Linked DNA regions of Mus musculus: region 2 is linked to region 1. Evidence: chromatin contacts called from public Hi-C data. All regions are on one chromosome and are shown on one strand. Each heading gives the region's core, a stretch centred on a gene start, on an enhancer-like site or on the middle of the called end of the contact. The rest is flanking DNA. Distances are from core to core; before and after follow the strand shown.

Region 1 (6,418 bases), core at 1,780-4,279:
ATGGGAAGTGGTGTCACATTGGCATGCTTCCTCCACACTCACTTCAGATACTTCATTCACTTCAGTGAAGGACAAAAGAGATTAAATGAGAGACAAGATATTCTATATTAACAAGAGCTACTCACAAAGAAATTAACATTTTCTACATGTAGACAATGAGGCAGAGTTAGAAGTGGCAAACTTGTGGTCGTTTTAGGACATTAAATACTTTCTCATATAGGTGCCTTTACATGGTTGTTGCTCATCAGGGTAAAAATGAAATCAGTCTTGAAATAGTGGCTGGGTCCCTCTAACAGCAACCTTAGGAGAGCAGAGGCAGCTCCTAAAGATGCCTCGGAACAGGGACTTAAGAAGAACAGGGGAGGCCAGGCGTGGTGGCGCATGCCTTTAATCCCAGCACTTGGGATGCAGAGGCAGGTGGATTTCTGAGTTTGAGGCCAGCCTGGTCTACAGAGTGAGTTCCAGGACAGCCAGAGCTATACAGAGAAACCCTGTCTCGAAAAACCAGAAGAAGAAGAAGGAGGAGGAGAAGGAGAAGGAGAAGGAGAAGGAGAAGGAGAAGGAGAAGGAGAAGGAGAAGGAGAAGGAGAAGGAGAAGGAGAAGGAGAAGGAGAAGGAGAAGGAGGAGAAGGAGAAGGAGGGGGAGGGGGGAGGGGAGGGGGAGGGGGAGGAGGGAGGGGAGGGGGAGGGGCAGGGGCAGGGGCAGGGGGAGGGAGTTTTAGCCAGGAAAAAGTACTGAGCAGTTCTGAAACTTCGAACTGCCGTCAGGTGATATCTCGCTTGGGTGCTTTAAATCATATCTAGGTTATATTTAACTGCGTTGTAAGTACTAGGGACTGTTGTGCTAATGTCCGGTGATGGTAGGACTTTTGGGGAGTGACTCTAAGGCAGACTGTACCTGCTCAGTACAGACAAGTTGCTCTTGTTTTTTTCCAAATGCTTTTTCATTGGAATTTTGTTGAATCAATGGATGTATAGTCGAGAGGGCTGACTGTTTTTCATGAATCTTTTCCATGCTAGATTCTGAGGTACAGTGGCAGGCTGTTCCTTCATGGAGGGGCCAGAAGGGCTGCTTAGAAGGCAGGGCAGTGTGACAGTGAGGGGCAGCTAAGCATAAAGGAGCAGTGTGCCTCCCACATCCAGCAGCCTCACTTAGACACCCGGGGGCACAGTCAGGCTTCAGTTCACATGGGTGGATCCAGGCCAGGCCACGTGCTACCTGCAGAGCCCAGTCCCCCATCCTGAAGTGTAGATCCACCAGAGCCACTTCTGCAGCTGGTTTACATCCTGTCTCTGTTTTCTTCTCCACACAGGGCATCTGTCTCTGTGTTGATGCTAAAAGTCTGTTGGAGTCTGGCTGGCTGCATCTCATGGATTTCTCTAGCAGGCTGATTTGTAACTTTCTTGGATAACAGATTTTTTTTTAAAAGTGACTTTATCCTTTAGCCAAACATTTTGCCTGTAACTTCAGGGATCCTGTCTGTGCTAGGAAACACCTGGTGAATTCTCAGTGCCTTTGACACGAGGTGGAAGGGACATGCAGTGATCTTGACTGTGAGACACTGGCACAAGGGCAAAGGAGCCTCTTGGAAGTCACCTCCTGGGAAATGTTCAACTGAATTCTCCCTACTCATGTTCACACTTGGTGAGCTGTTTGCCTTCCAGAGCTCTTGCTATGCTCCAAGGAATGGAAAGAACGGCTCTGATGCTGCCCTGGGGGGTGGGGGTGGCCACCACATCTGCCTTTGCCATGCACTGGCTTAGTGATCCTGGGCAGGTGTGAAAAAATCGCTCTTCAGTTTTCCTATCTGTGAACCGTTGAGAGTAACAACACTTTAAATGGGTCTGCCTCATGCAGTTGTTAGGGGGAAAAAAGTGAAGAGCCTGGCACATAGTAAGACCTGTGTAAGTGGGCAGGACCATCAGTGATTACAGCAGCCCTTGTGCCCCGCTTTCCTATCTCTCAGGCCCCAGGAAAGACTCCCTAACCTTGATCTTGAGGCTGGTGGAATGGATGCTTGACATTGAGTCTATTACCTGGGAGTCCTGGAAGAGCCAGGCAGATCCACAAATATCTCACAGTGTGAGAGGTCTGGAAGCTGACGTTTCAGAGCCGTGTGGTGGTGTTAGCAATTCCCTGATGTCTTTCATTCTTCTCTCAGGGGTCCAGGGAACTCAAGCTTATTTCTGAGTCTATCTGTCATAGGCTATGAAACGGATCATGCAAAGCAGCAGATGAGAGGAACCCTGCTTCCTTTCCGCAAGTTTCCTGCTGTTTCAGCTGTATATACCTCCTCCCATTCTAGCTGAGTCTTGGGACAGAGGGAAGGGAGGGAGGGTTTCCACTCTGCAGGAAGGCTCCTGTCAATTTGTTTGCTATACCCGTTGCCCCTAGTTTATAGTACTTTGACTTTAAAAGAAAAGTTTTTCAGGCAACAGCTGGGCGAAGAGACTCGCACAGGAGTGGGCACGGAGCCAGCTCTCCTCAGCACTGGCTAAGTGTGAGGCTTGCTTTGCGAAAGAACCAGTCCTGTGACGAAAATCCCAGTTGGGCCGCAGCCTGCATAGGGCTGATGTGAGGCCTGGCCCCACGGGTGAACACAGCCTAGACAGCCTATTTGTTCTTGGCTGACTAGAGATGGCACAGTGCACATCTGGGATGAATCAACTGTTGGCCAGTTACTAAATAATAAAATGCCCAGGCAGAGTGTGAGTCGGTGCCCTGTTTACAGCAGGTTAGAGGCACATGCGCTGTGCTGCCCCAGAGCAAGACATAAAATTACAGGACTGTCGTTTCCTCTCCAGTGGTTCCTGAAATAGGCTTGCTAGGGGTTGCTTTTTTAAAGCAAGTAAGCAAGCATGCAAGCAAGCAAGCAAACCTGCAAACAGACAACCACAAAACAACTTGGAGCCAATGAATTCTTTTCAAACAAGTTTCTTCTGGAAGCCAGGGTTTTGTTTCCTTGCCAAGGGAGCAGGTTCTCTCTAAGTTGCAGAGGGTGCCTCCTGTGAGCTCTGGAGAGACATGAAGGAGGCAGGCTAGCAGCAGCTGGGCTGTGGCAGGCCAGCCAGGCTTCACCCTCCACAGCTCAGTTAGTCCCCCGAATTGCTCTTTTCAAACAGCTGTCTGCCTGCATGCAGGGGCCTCAATTCTCGAGAAGGGTGGTGTCTCTATTGTCCTAGGCTGCATAACCTTTCTGCTAATGTCCTTTGCAGTGTATTAGGTGTAATATCACATGCCGAGAGAGACCCTTCCAGGACAGAACAATCGAGCTGGGGGAGACCGAAGCGTACTTCTATACACAGTGAAATGGCCAGACTTAGGAAAAGAACATCCCCAGATGGAACACACAACACAGTGGATGACCTGCCTCCTCCTGTGCTAGGTGAGAAACAGGAAGGAGACTGAGGAAGGGGTCAGGGCTTCCACAAGAGGTGGCCCACGCTGGGCTTTCAAAACTCTGTGATTAGACAATGAGATCCTGCCCACAGTAGTGACAGTGACTGTGTACAGGGCAATCTGCTAAGCTGTATGCATGTATTAATTCTGTCTACCAGTGATTTCTGGTGGATGCTAGGATATTTTTTAGATGAGAGAAGAGCAGATCAGAGAGGGTAAGAAATACATTCAAAGTCACACAGCTGGTATGAGTAGTAGTCTATCTAAATTTGAACACAAGAGTCCATTTTTAAAGTATCAGATTCTCTCTTCTAGTGGTTGGGGAATGCTGCCTCAGCTGCTCCAGGTTCTGCTTGTCTTATCAGGAGACCCTGACTGCACTTTTCTTGGCACTGTTTTGTTTGTGTGCTTGTTTGTTTTGTGTCTTAGTTTAACATCCAGCCTGTTCTCTAACTCTCTATGTAGCTTGGGTTGGCTTTCAACTTGTGATCAACTTGCCTCAGTCTCTTGAAAGCTAGAGTTAGAGATGAACATCACCATGGGGCCAATTTCTGCTGTTTTTGAGATGTTTCTGTGATGAGTAGTCTTGAAAGTTAGCAGTGATGTTGCTTTCTGGAACAGAGGGCAGGCATGCTCACTGCTCATTGCAGAAGACTCCAGTTCTGTAAACACTGGCTTCCCCTTCTGTCAGACAATTCCTCTGCACGAGCAGGCATCAGCTGCCCCTTCATAGCAGACCCTCCCCAAGAGAGACGGTGCTCACGGGGCTGCCTTCTGTGCTGCAGTAGTGAATGTCTTTGTTTCTGACCCTAGAGTTTCATGCCTCCTGCTCATGCCTCTTTGAACTGTGTTAAGACAAGCCATCTGTCTAAGTCACTTTCCTATTACTGTGATAAAACACCTTGACCAAGGCAACTTATGGGGTGAAGGATTTATTTGGTTTCTGGCTCCAGATGGGTAGAGTCCACGGTGGCAGAGCAAAGGCAGCAGGCATGGTGACAAGAATAGCAAGCCGGGAGCTCACATCTTGATCCTCAATCAGGAAGGAAGGACAGTGTACTGAGGCACGAGTCTTTACATTCTCAAAGTCCACTTTCTGTGACATACCTCCTCCAGTATATTCCTGTGACATACCTCTTCCTTCCTAATCCTACCCAAACAGGGCCACCAAGTATTCAGACATCTGAGCCTATAGGGGGTACACTCATTCAAACCACCACACCAGTACTTTTTAAGTAGAGAAAAATCTTAGTCCTTCATAGATTTTGATAGTTGTGTGTGGCATGTATGTGGTGTGTGGTGTATATGTGTGTGTGTGGTGTGTGGTGTGGTGTCTGTGAGTGTGGTGTGTGTGTGTGTATGTATGATATGTGTGTATAGTGTGTAGGTTGTATATGTGGTATATAATGTGTATGTCGTGTGGGTGTGTGTGGTGTGTGTATATTTATGGTACGTGTATAGTTTGTGTGTATGTGTGTGTGGTGTGGCATGTGTATGGTATGTGTGTGTGGTGTGGTATGTGTAGTGTGTGTGGCATGTATGTGTATTCTGTATGTGTGTATATATGGTATATGCACAGTGTGTAGTGTGTCTGTGTATGTGAGGTGTGGTATATATGTGTGTATGTGTGTGTGTGTGTGTGTGTGTGTGTGTGTGTGTGTGTAGTGTGTGCAATATGTATGGTGTGTGTGTGGTGTGGTATGTATATGTAGTGTGTGTGTGTGGCATGTATGTGTGTGGTGTGTGTAGTATGAGTGAGTGTGTGTGTGTGTTTGTATTCTGTACACACATACTTGCACGTGGGGATTAGGCGATATAGAAGTTAGGAAGACTGGGGAAGAGGTGGGGTCTGTAGATGGAGAAGGGAGGTAGGAAGGCGAAGCCTTTGGTGGGGATGAGCATACACAGAGTTACAGCATGGAGAGCTGGGATGGAAGTGGGGATGATTTACAGGCAGCGCATCAAGGCTGGGTGGATTGGAAGCAGAGAATCCTGAGGAAGTAACTGCCAGAGATGAGGTTAGAACCCAGGAGGACCTGGAGTAGCACACAAGAGTGAATCTTAAGGAGTGCATCAGATTAAACAGTGTTCTGTCACAACACTGAATGTGCATTGTTGATTGGCAAGTCTTATCAGTGAAGCAGGTCAGCAGGCTATAGGTCTAGATAGGGCTGGTGCTATACTTGAGGCCTTCAGAGCAGTGGTCCTCAGCCTTGTTGATGCTGCGACCCTTTAATACAGTTCCTCCTGTTGTGGGGACCCCAGCTATGGAATTATTTCGTTGTTTCTTCCTAACTTTAGTATTCCTACTGTCATGAATATATATATCTGATGTGCAGCCCCAAAGAGTCCAAGACCAGAGGTTGAGAGCCACTGCCTCAGACAATAGAGCTGATGTAGTAGGTTTGGTCCAGAGACAGGATGATGGACAATCCTCTTTTTCTTGGAGGATGGCTGATCTTTTTGTCTTACTCAGGACTGCATATGACTGGAGGAGGCCCATCCGTGTGGTGGGGGGCTTTCGGCTCTACTCTACTGAGATTAAAACCTACCTCTGTGGTGCTGGCAGGATGGGATGGCTAAGGTGGAAAAGGTGCTTGCTGCAAGCCTGACAACCTGAATTCCAACCTGTAAGGTAAGGTGAGGCACACACAATAGTAATACAAATAAATCTTTAAAAAGTAGAAGGATGCTGGGCAGTGGTGGCGCACGCCTTTAATCTCAGCACTTAGGAGGCAGAGACAGGCAGATTTCTGAGTTCGAGGCCAGTATGGTCTACAGAGTCAGTTCCAGGACAGCCAGGGCTACACAGAGAAACCCTGTCCAAAAAAAAAAAAAAAAAAGTAGAAGGAAGAAAGATGGTCACACACCATGTGTCTGAATTAGGATTAGATTTAAACTCTCTTAATTCAAGCTTTCTGAACTGGTCCACAGCTGGCCCTAGGGAGACAAATATCTCCCCAAGAGCTTCAGTTTAATCCTTATGAAAGGCAGTGACAGACTGGTGGTCTCAGGTAG
Region 2 (7,427 bases), core at 1,402-3,901, 190 kb before region 1:
ACTTAGTAGAGTTTTAAGAGTTATTTTCTAAATAGTCTTCTGGTACCCACAAAACAGCTCCATTGTAATGCCTTTAAAATGTAAGCCCTAAAAAGCCCATATTCAAGGGTACGCATTAGTACTTTCTCATTGTGAAGAAAAATTCCTAGAAATTGTGTCTAAACTAAATTTGTTGCCTTGAAATATCTAGCTCTAGTCTGACCCTCTAACAGCCCAAACTACAACAACTAAACATCAATTAAATTTCTCAAATTTGGCTGACTCACACACTTTGGCTCATACCCCGCAGCCTTCACATAGAGTGTAACTTACCACACAGACTTTGGGGATAAACGTAGCGCCCACTCAGCCTTGTCCTCACAACAATTCTTTGTGACCCCATTTTCTGAACTTTGCAATGGATGTCTAGCATGCTGGTCCTCATCCTTCCCACTACCCCTTACCCCACCTCCCACCCTAGACGTTTTGCCTTCTCAGCTCCAGCTCCAACAGCATCCCTCCCCCAGTGGTCATACATTTGCAAAATGGCAACAGAGCCAAGATTCTGTAGCCTACCTTGACCTCCCTTCTGTAGTTACCCACAAGTCACTTGCATATTCTGCACAGAAGCCCTGCTGTGGGCCAGGGGTGCCTCTGAGTTATTTTCTCTCTGGGACATTTGCCTCCCAACTCTGGTTTGGGGAGGAAAAAATTCCTTCCTTTTTCCAGGCCCAGTGTAGTGAATGCACAGGTACCCAGGTCTGGTCCCCACTGCCAGGAGCTCTCTGTCCAGAGACCCACCAAAACAGCACCAGGCACCAAATTGCCTTTGAATTTAGAGTTATTCACTGTGGCTTCATCATTTCCTTATTGCTAATTCATAAACCAAGCCTTACATTTCTGGGATGGTGTCATAGTTAGGGTTTTACTGCTATGAACAGACATAATGACCAAAGTAAGTCTTATAAAGGACAACATTTAATTGGGGCTAGCTTACAGGTTCAGAGAGGTTCAGTCCATTGTCAAGGCGGGAACATAGCAGCATCCAGGCAGGCATAGTACAGGAGGAGCTGAGAGTTCTACATCTTCATCTGAAGGCTGCTAGCAGAATACTGCTTCTAGGCAGCTAGTATGTGAGTCTTAAAGCCCACACCCACAGTGACACACATACTCCAACAAGGCCACACTTCCAAATAGTGCCACTCCCTGAGCCAAGCATATACAAACCATCTCAGATGGTTTAATACTTTTATCACTTCTTTAGGATTCAAAGCAATGTGGTAAAGGTATATAGCCAGCTGCCCAGAAATACTCCATCTGTAAAAGAAATCCAAGTATTGCACTACCATGCTCTGGGGCAGGTCTTAACTTTAGGCCATTCTGGCTCCCGACTGTCAGCACCTGTGTAGCTTCGGAAGCGGTTAGCAAATTCTTAGGTCTCACCCTGCCGGTCTAGATAGTTAGACAGCCATGCTGGGTGAGCCTTTCCATGAGTCTAATGATAATTAAACTTAGAGAGATTTTTTTTTTTTTTGAGAAAATGACAGTAAATCAGACTGGAGTAGGTCAGCTGGGATCTGAGGAACCCCTCAGCATCCAGCCACCTCTAAGTCCACCCTCAGGTCTCAGGCTTTACTGCTCACTAGCTGAAAGCGAAAGGCAGAAATGTCCTTCCATGTGTTGGGACTGTCACAGGCCTGTGATCCAAACTGCCTGGAAAGGTAATGTAGAAGGATCAAAGTTCAAGGATAGCCCCAAGTAACTTAGCAGGACTCAGTCTTTAAAAAATTCATAAAAGAATAAGGTATGCATAGCTCAGTGACAGAGTGCTTGCCTCGCATGTGTAAAGCCCTGGGTTCAATCCAGAGTATCGAAAAAAAATTGAAAGAAGACACAAAAGAAAAGGAAAAGAGAGGGAAAAATGGCTCTTCTTGGCTCCTAAGAAGAAAGGGTTCATAGCTTTTCTCCTAACCTTTCGAAGACTTCAGTTCCTCTGCCACTGTGTGAGTCATAGCTAAGTCTATTTTCTATTGCTATAGCTTGATATCACAGAATCAAGAATTCATAAAAATAAAGGTTCATTAGCTTCTGGCTGTAGAAGGTAGGAGGTTCAAGATTAAAGGCTCCATCCTGTGAGAACCTTCCTGCTGGTGGGCATTCTCTGTAGAGTCACAAGCTGACAAGGACATCATAGACACAAAGCCAAACTAAATTGTAAGGCAGACACACTTGTAACCCATGAGGCCATCAATCTCTCTGTGTATGAGTACGTTATCCCATTCACGAGATAAGAGCCATCAGGACCAGTGACCTCCTAAATATCCCACTGCAGACCTGTCTCAAAATACCACACAATTTCAATATGGGTTTTGTTGGGAACATTCAAACCAGAGCAGAGAGTCTTCCATGTCTCAGTTTATTGCTTCAGTAGCATGCAGGAGAGAGAACTACTAGGTCTTAACACCACTGTCTCCCATGAGCATGGCCCAAGCAAGCATCCTAGTATCCTAGTATTTAAAGGAGGCAGTGAAAAGCAAGCTTCCCTTGGAGTACCAGGAAGGAGAAACCTTCCTTTCGCTCTGCCCCAGCTTTTATGGCTTCTCTCCAGTCCACATTACTGTGGGAAGTCAACTTCCTTTGTTGGTTTTAATTAATTGATTTACTTCTGGTGGGATGAACTAAAGTACCCAGATCTTGGAGGTTTTACGGTGTGTGATGGGAGTTAGTTATAAGCAATAGCTGTAAACAGCTCTCCCATATCAAAAGCCTGGGCAAGTTCCCAAGAACAGAACTTTCCACAGCAAAACATCATCTGATTTCAAATTACTCTAGAGGTCAAAGGCAATCAGAGTATGGAAACAGAAGTGCCAATTAGGACTATAGCCTTGTCCGACTGGGCTGGCCACTTCCGGAGCCCACAAACTTTCACCAGACACGAAGGACAGCCTGTGATTATGAGCCGTATGATAAGAATAAGTAGTCAAGCACTATTGATTTTTATTTTTCTGCTTTTCATTAGAGTCTAAAGTAGAAGTTTACTTTGCTTAGCTCTCTGGTCAAACATCAAAAATATTCAGTTTAAAGGCAAGCACGATGTTCACACCTGGTTCACACCCGGTTCACACCTGTTATCCTGAAACCCAGGATGAAGAGACAAGGAGAATTACCAGAAATTCCAGGCAGTCTGGACTACACCATGAGTTCCAGGCCAGCCTGGGCTGCACAATGAGTTCCAGCACAGCCTTGGCTACACCATAGGACAGCCAGGCTATAGAGGAAAGCCTTGTCTCAAAACAAGGCTGACAGACTAACTAACTAACTAACTAACTAACTAACTAACTAACACAAAGTCTGAGATATTTAATTCTGGGCAGTTGGGAGACTAAATCTCTGTCGTGTGGCTTTCAGGAAAAAAAAATCCATTAAGTCCTTGGAGATAAAATTTTAGTGCAAATGTTCACTACTTTTAATTTATTATTGTGCTGTCTCTTATTTCTCATTTGCAAAGCCATGCCTTTCCCATTTAGTTCCTGTTAGTCACAGGCTAGCTAAGGCAGCCCACTTGGTTTCCATAGTACTGTCACCTGGGAAGCTGCAGGGTAATTATTTCTTCCATTTTGTCACAGGAAACACTCACCCCACCCTGACATGCTGTCAGACTGCGCAGCAGCCCTGGTGTTCCAAAATGGGCTAATTATGACTGATCTTCATGTAGGCCTGCTGCCTTCCGAACCACGGCCCACCTTCCTGCCCCACTTACATCTCTTTATCTGTGAAGATACCCTGAAGGCCGCTGACACACAGGATGAGTCTGATGTCCGTTTTCTATTTTTGAAAGAGTCCCCAAACCACTGGACCCTAGACCAGTCTGCCACTCGAGTGAAGCAATCCTGTCATTAGTGAGTGAGTGAGTGGCTTTTCGAGCCAGCAGGCCTCAGAGGAGGACCAGAGAGTAGGGGCTCACCGCTGAGAGGGCACTGGGTCCGTGGGCCTCATTCGTTAAGAGTTTCTATGCAGAATGTTGTGTGTGGGGTGCAGAAAACACTGTGTTGCCCCTGCCATGGGGAGTTTGCACTAGGCCTACAAAACAAAATAAGCTCACAGTCACAAACTCCCAATGTTTCATGACTTTATTTGGGAGCTGTTAGCAAGTTTCTATCGACCTCAGATGGGTACCAATAACAAACCAAAGAAATTACTCCAGCAAGTCTAGACTGGTGAACCACTGTGTTTTAGGGGCGCTATTCACAGGCGCATGAGTGAGGGGTTACCTACAGGAAGGAGTGAGTTGAAGGTAGCTGCTTCACTGAAAAGCCTACTTAATATGGATGAGGATTCAAAAACCGCACCCTGGTCCTCCCTGCACAACATTCAGGCAGCTAGTGCTTCTTACCAGTTAAGATCACCATGAGGTAAAATTCAGGACAATTTCTGAAGCTATTAGAAGTTAGGAGTCAGGAATGCAATCTTGGATTGACCCCGATGGAAGCTTTCTCTTGTTTTCTGGTAAATGGTGCTTACTTCTCTCTATGGCACACAGTCGACAGGAGCTGGAGAAGATGGCTGGGCTCAAGCTTCTGCAGGCTGTTTGATCTCAGGCAGCACATTAGCTGTGGGCATACAGTGCTCAGCCTTCTCTAGGGAAGAGCATGTCTGGTAATATGTGTTGACAAATTACCTCTCTAAATAGCAATATAAGTACAATTTTCATTGAGAAATTTTGTTGAAAATTAAGTATATATAGCATATATGTGTATGATCCAGTAAATTCAGACATCATACACATATGCACTGGGAAAGAGAATTGTCTATGATTCTAATGCCCAGGCAGAACCCTGTTAATTATTGGTCTTCTAAATTGAAGTAATTTGACTTTTGTATTATTTATTTACAAGGTCTATAAGCTTTCTCAAGGTAACTAAAATTCATCACAGACACCATTTTAATGGATGCATAATTATCCCTCGACCTCTATCAAGCCCTTCACTGGCATTTGCAACCTCTGCTTGCACTACTGTGGAAGGTATTCATCGGAGGAAGCATCATGATAACTTATCTCTTCTTTAAACACTTATCAATTGTACAAAAAAGGGGGTTTCACTATGCCATGTCCACAGCCGTATGAAATGTACTTTGATTTTATCCTCTTCCCTCTCTTCTTCCTAGTCCTCTCCTAATTATCCCCTTGCTATTTCCGAAAAGCCCCCTTCCTATTTTCATGTCTTTATAAAACAAAGCTATATTCAAGTAAAAGGCAAAAACTGAAGTGTCTCTTTCCTGGCAGCTCACTTTCAAACAGAGCTAACTTATCAGGTGTTGAATGTTTGGATGGCGGATGGAAATTCATCATATTTTCTTTCAACATGCATTTTTTCCCATGACTAATAACAAAACATTGGGGGATAGCAATGTACCATTTGCACATAATTATAAAGATCTACCATTTTAATATCTGAAATGGAGCCATTAGTGGAAAGACAGGAGTAACCTAGAGGATGCTAACACAAGTTCCCAAGTTATCCTCGAGAGATTTGCAGCCAGGGCAGAGCCTCAGCTGACCACACCATCCCAGATGACGATGGTTTGGGAGGCAGCCTTCTGCTTTTATTAGAAAAAGAGCACCGTACAATTTCTTTGATGAGGAGGAAGTTTGAACACATCAGAGTTTTCCATTAGCTCCTGTACTTCCTTCTTGAACTGTAACTTTGATCCATTTTCCATTGAAACTTTGATGTTTTCTCACGCCCCTGAGTAAATATTAATTTAACAATTTTTGTGGGCGATACATTATATACATCTAAAGGTTTGTGGCATGAAGCAGTCACCCTGGCTTCACATGGACCTTTCTCCAGAGGTGACCTGGGAACAGCTGTTTCTTCTGGCATTTTCTCTAAATGACATCATATTTATTCCTTTTTGTCTTTTGTTTCTGTTGTCAAACTTAACTAACACATGTGATTTATTCACAAGAATCTGTACACATTTTAATGGTGAAGTTTGATTGCTCTCTAACTGTGGTTAAAAACCAACAAAATGCACCCCTTTAACTATCATCCACTTCACAACTTAGAACACTGACTAGATTCATAGTGTTGGGCAAAAGATCTTAAAAAGTTTTCGGAACGCAAAATTAAAACTATATCTATTGAACAATTTTCCATTTCTTCCTCTGTTCTGCTCTTAAAAATGACTATTGTACATCGTGCTTCCTTTAGTTTGGCTATTTTTACAACGCTCAGAAAAGTGGAATTATACAGTATTTGTCTTTTTCTGACCAGTTTATTTCTCTCCACATGGTATCTTAGGTTTCATCTATATTATATAAGACATGATGGGAACTTTCCATTTTCAAGGCTGCATAATATTTCACTGTATGTCTAGACATTGGAGGTTGTTTTCACATAAGATCCTGTGGATAACCCTGAAATGACCATGAGGTCATAGATCATTAAGCTTTTGTATTCAGTTCTTTTGTATAAATACCCGGGAATAGGATTACTGGAGTATATAGTAATCCTGTTTTGAACCCAGGGCCTTGTGAATGCCAGGCAAGGGTCCCACCACTGGGCTACATCTCTAGCTCCTGTTGTCAGTGTATTGGGGAACTTCTACTAAGTAATATGATTTTACACATACTTCCTGAAGTTTTGAATTTTATACTTTGAGAAACAGATTTTTCATACTCTGAAGGACAAGCTTCAGTATAAACCTCTATCATCTCAATTTCTAGCTCTATTGTATTTATACTCTTCCATGAGTGTTTATACTACAAACGGTGGTGAACTTATCATTTTGTGTTTACATCTTTATAGCTACAGGAGCATCGTTTACTCAGTTTCTTTTCCTGCAGAACTTTTGTTTTTCCAGAAGTTAAGAGTGGCTTTATTTTTGGTGCCTAGTCATTCTTCATGTATTGATCATCAGTTTATAGCAGATTCACTTTGAGGAAAGTTGCTCTCAAGGTTGCCTTGTCCCTCAGGTAGCCTGCTCATTACACACGTCTTCCTGGGAGACACATGTCAGGTAGCTTGCTTGTCACACACGTCTTCCTGGGAGACACATGTCAGGGAGCCTGTGCGTCACACACATCTTCCTGGGAGACACATGTCAGGGAGCCTGTGCATCACACACGTCTCCGCTCTTTGCTGTTCTTGCTCCTCTGCTTCCTTGCACCTCCTGTGGAGATAGGCTTTTTGAGATTGCTTCCCACAGTGATTCTTCTCATTTCCTGCCTGTGTTGATCCCGTTTCCTCAATCCTGTACCAGAGCTTTAAGGCAATCATTGACTGTCTATTTCATTTAAATTTAGAAGCTGTATGCATTTATAAAAAAATAATTGTTTTTTTAACTAAGTGTATTTTAACGTGTATAAATAAGTTGACAACTCAATGAGTATAGAAAACTGCAGAGTTTTTAAATATTATAGTTGATTACATATTATATTCTTG

What was found. Hi-C and Micro-C count contacts between places; a contact is called where the count stands out from the background.
Region 2: a Hi-C map of uterus shows a contact between it and region 1, with 1.5 times the contacts expected there. The contact joins two enhancer-like sites. A contact is called at or near these places in 1 of 15 datasets of contacts at CTCF or cohesin (the NIH/3T3 cell line), 1 of 484 Hi-C or Micro-C datasets (uterus) and 1 of 115 datasets of contacts at active chromatin or transcription factors (large pre-B cells).

Annotation. Positions count from the first base shown.
Region 1 is chr4:11,669,077-11,675,494 of GRCm38.p6, reverse strand. Gm35884 (a long non-coding RNA gene) reads left to right here. Exons shown (of 4, transcript XR_881129.1): 2 at 3,217-3,386; 3 at 5,877-6,035. Among named protein-coding and RNA genes, the nearest start is that of Gm35884, 3.9 kb to the left of the region's middle. Within about 2 kb of position 3,029, at least 104 of the 459 cell types and tissues checked have an H3K27ac peak or open chromatin away from gene starts, as enhancers often do. A contact at or near this core is called in uterus, where this site is marked.
Region 2 is chr4:11,856,830-11,864,256 of GRCm38.p6, reverse strand. No RefSeq gene overlaps it. Among named protein-coding and RNA genes, the nearest start is that of Cdh17, 100 kb to the right of the region's middle. Within about 2 kb of position 2,651, at least 11 of the 459 cell types and tissues checked have an H3K27ac peak or open chromatin away from gene starts, as enhancers often do. A contact at or near this core is called in uterus, where this site is marked.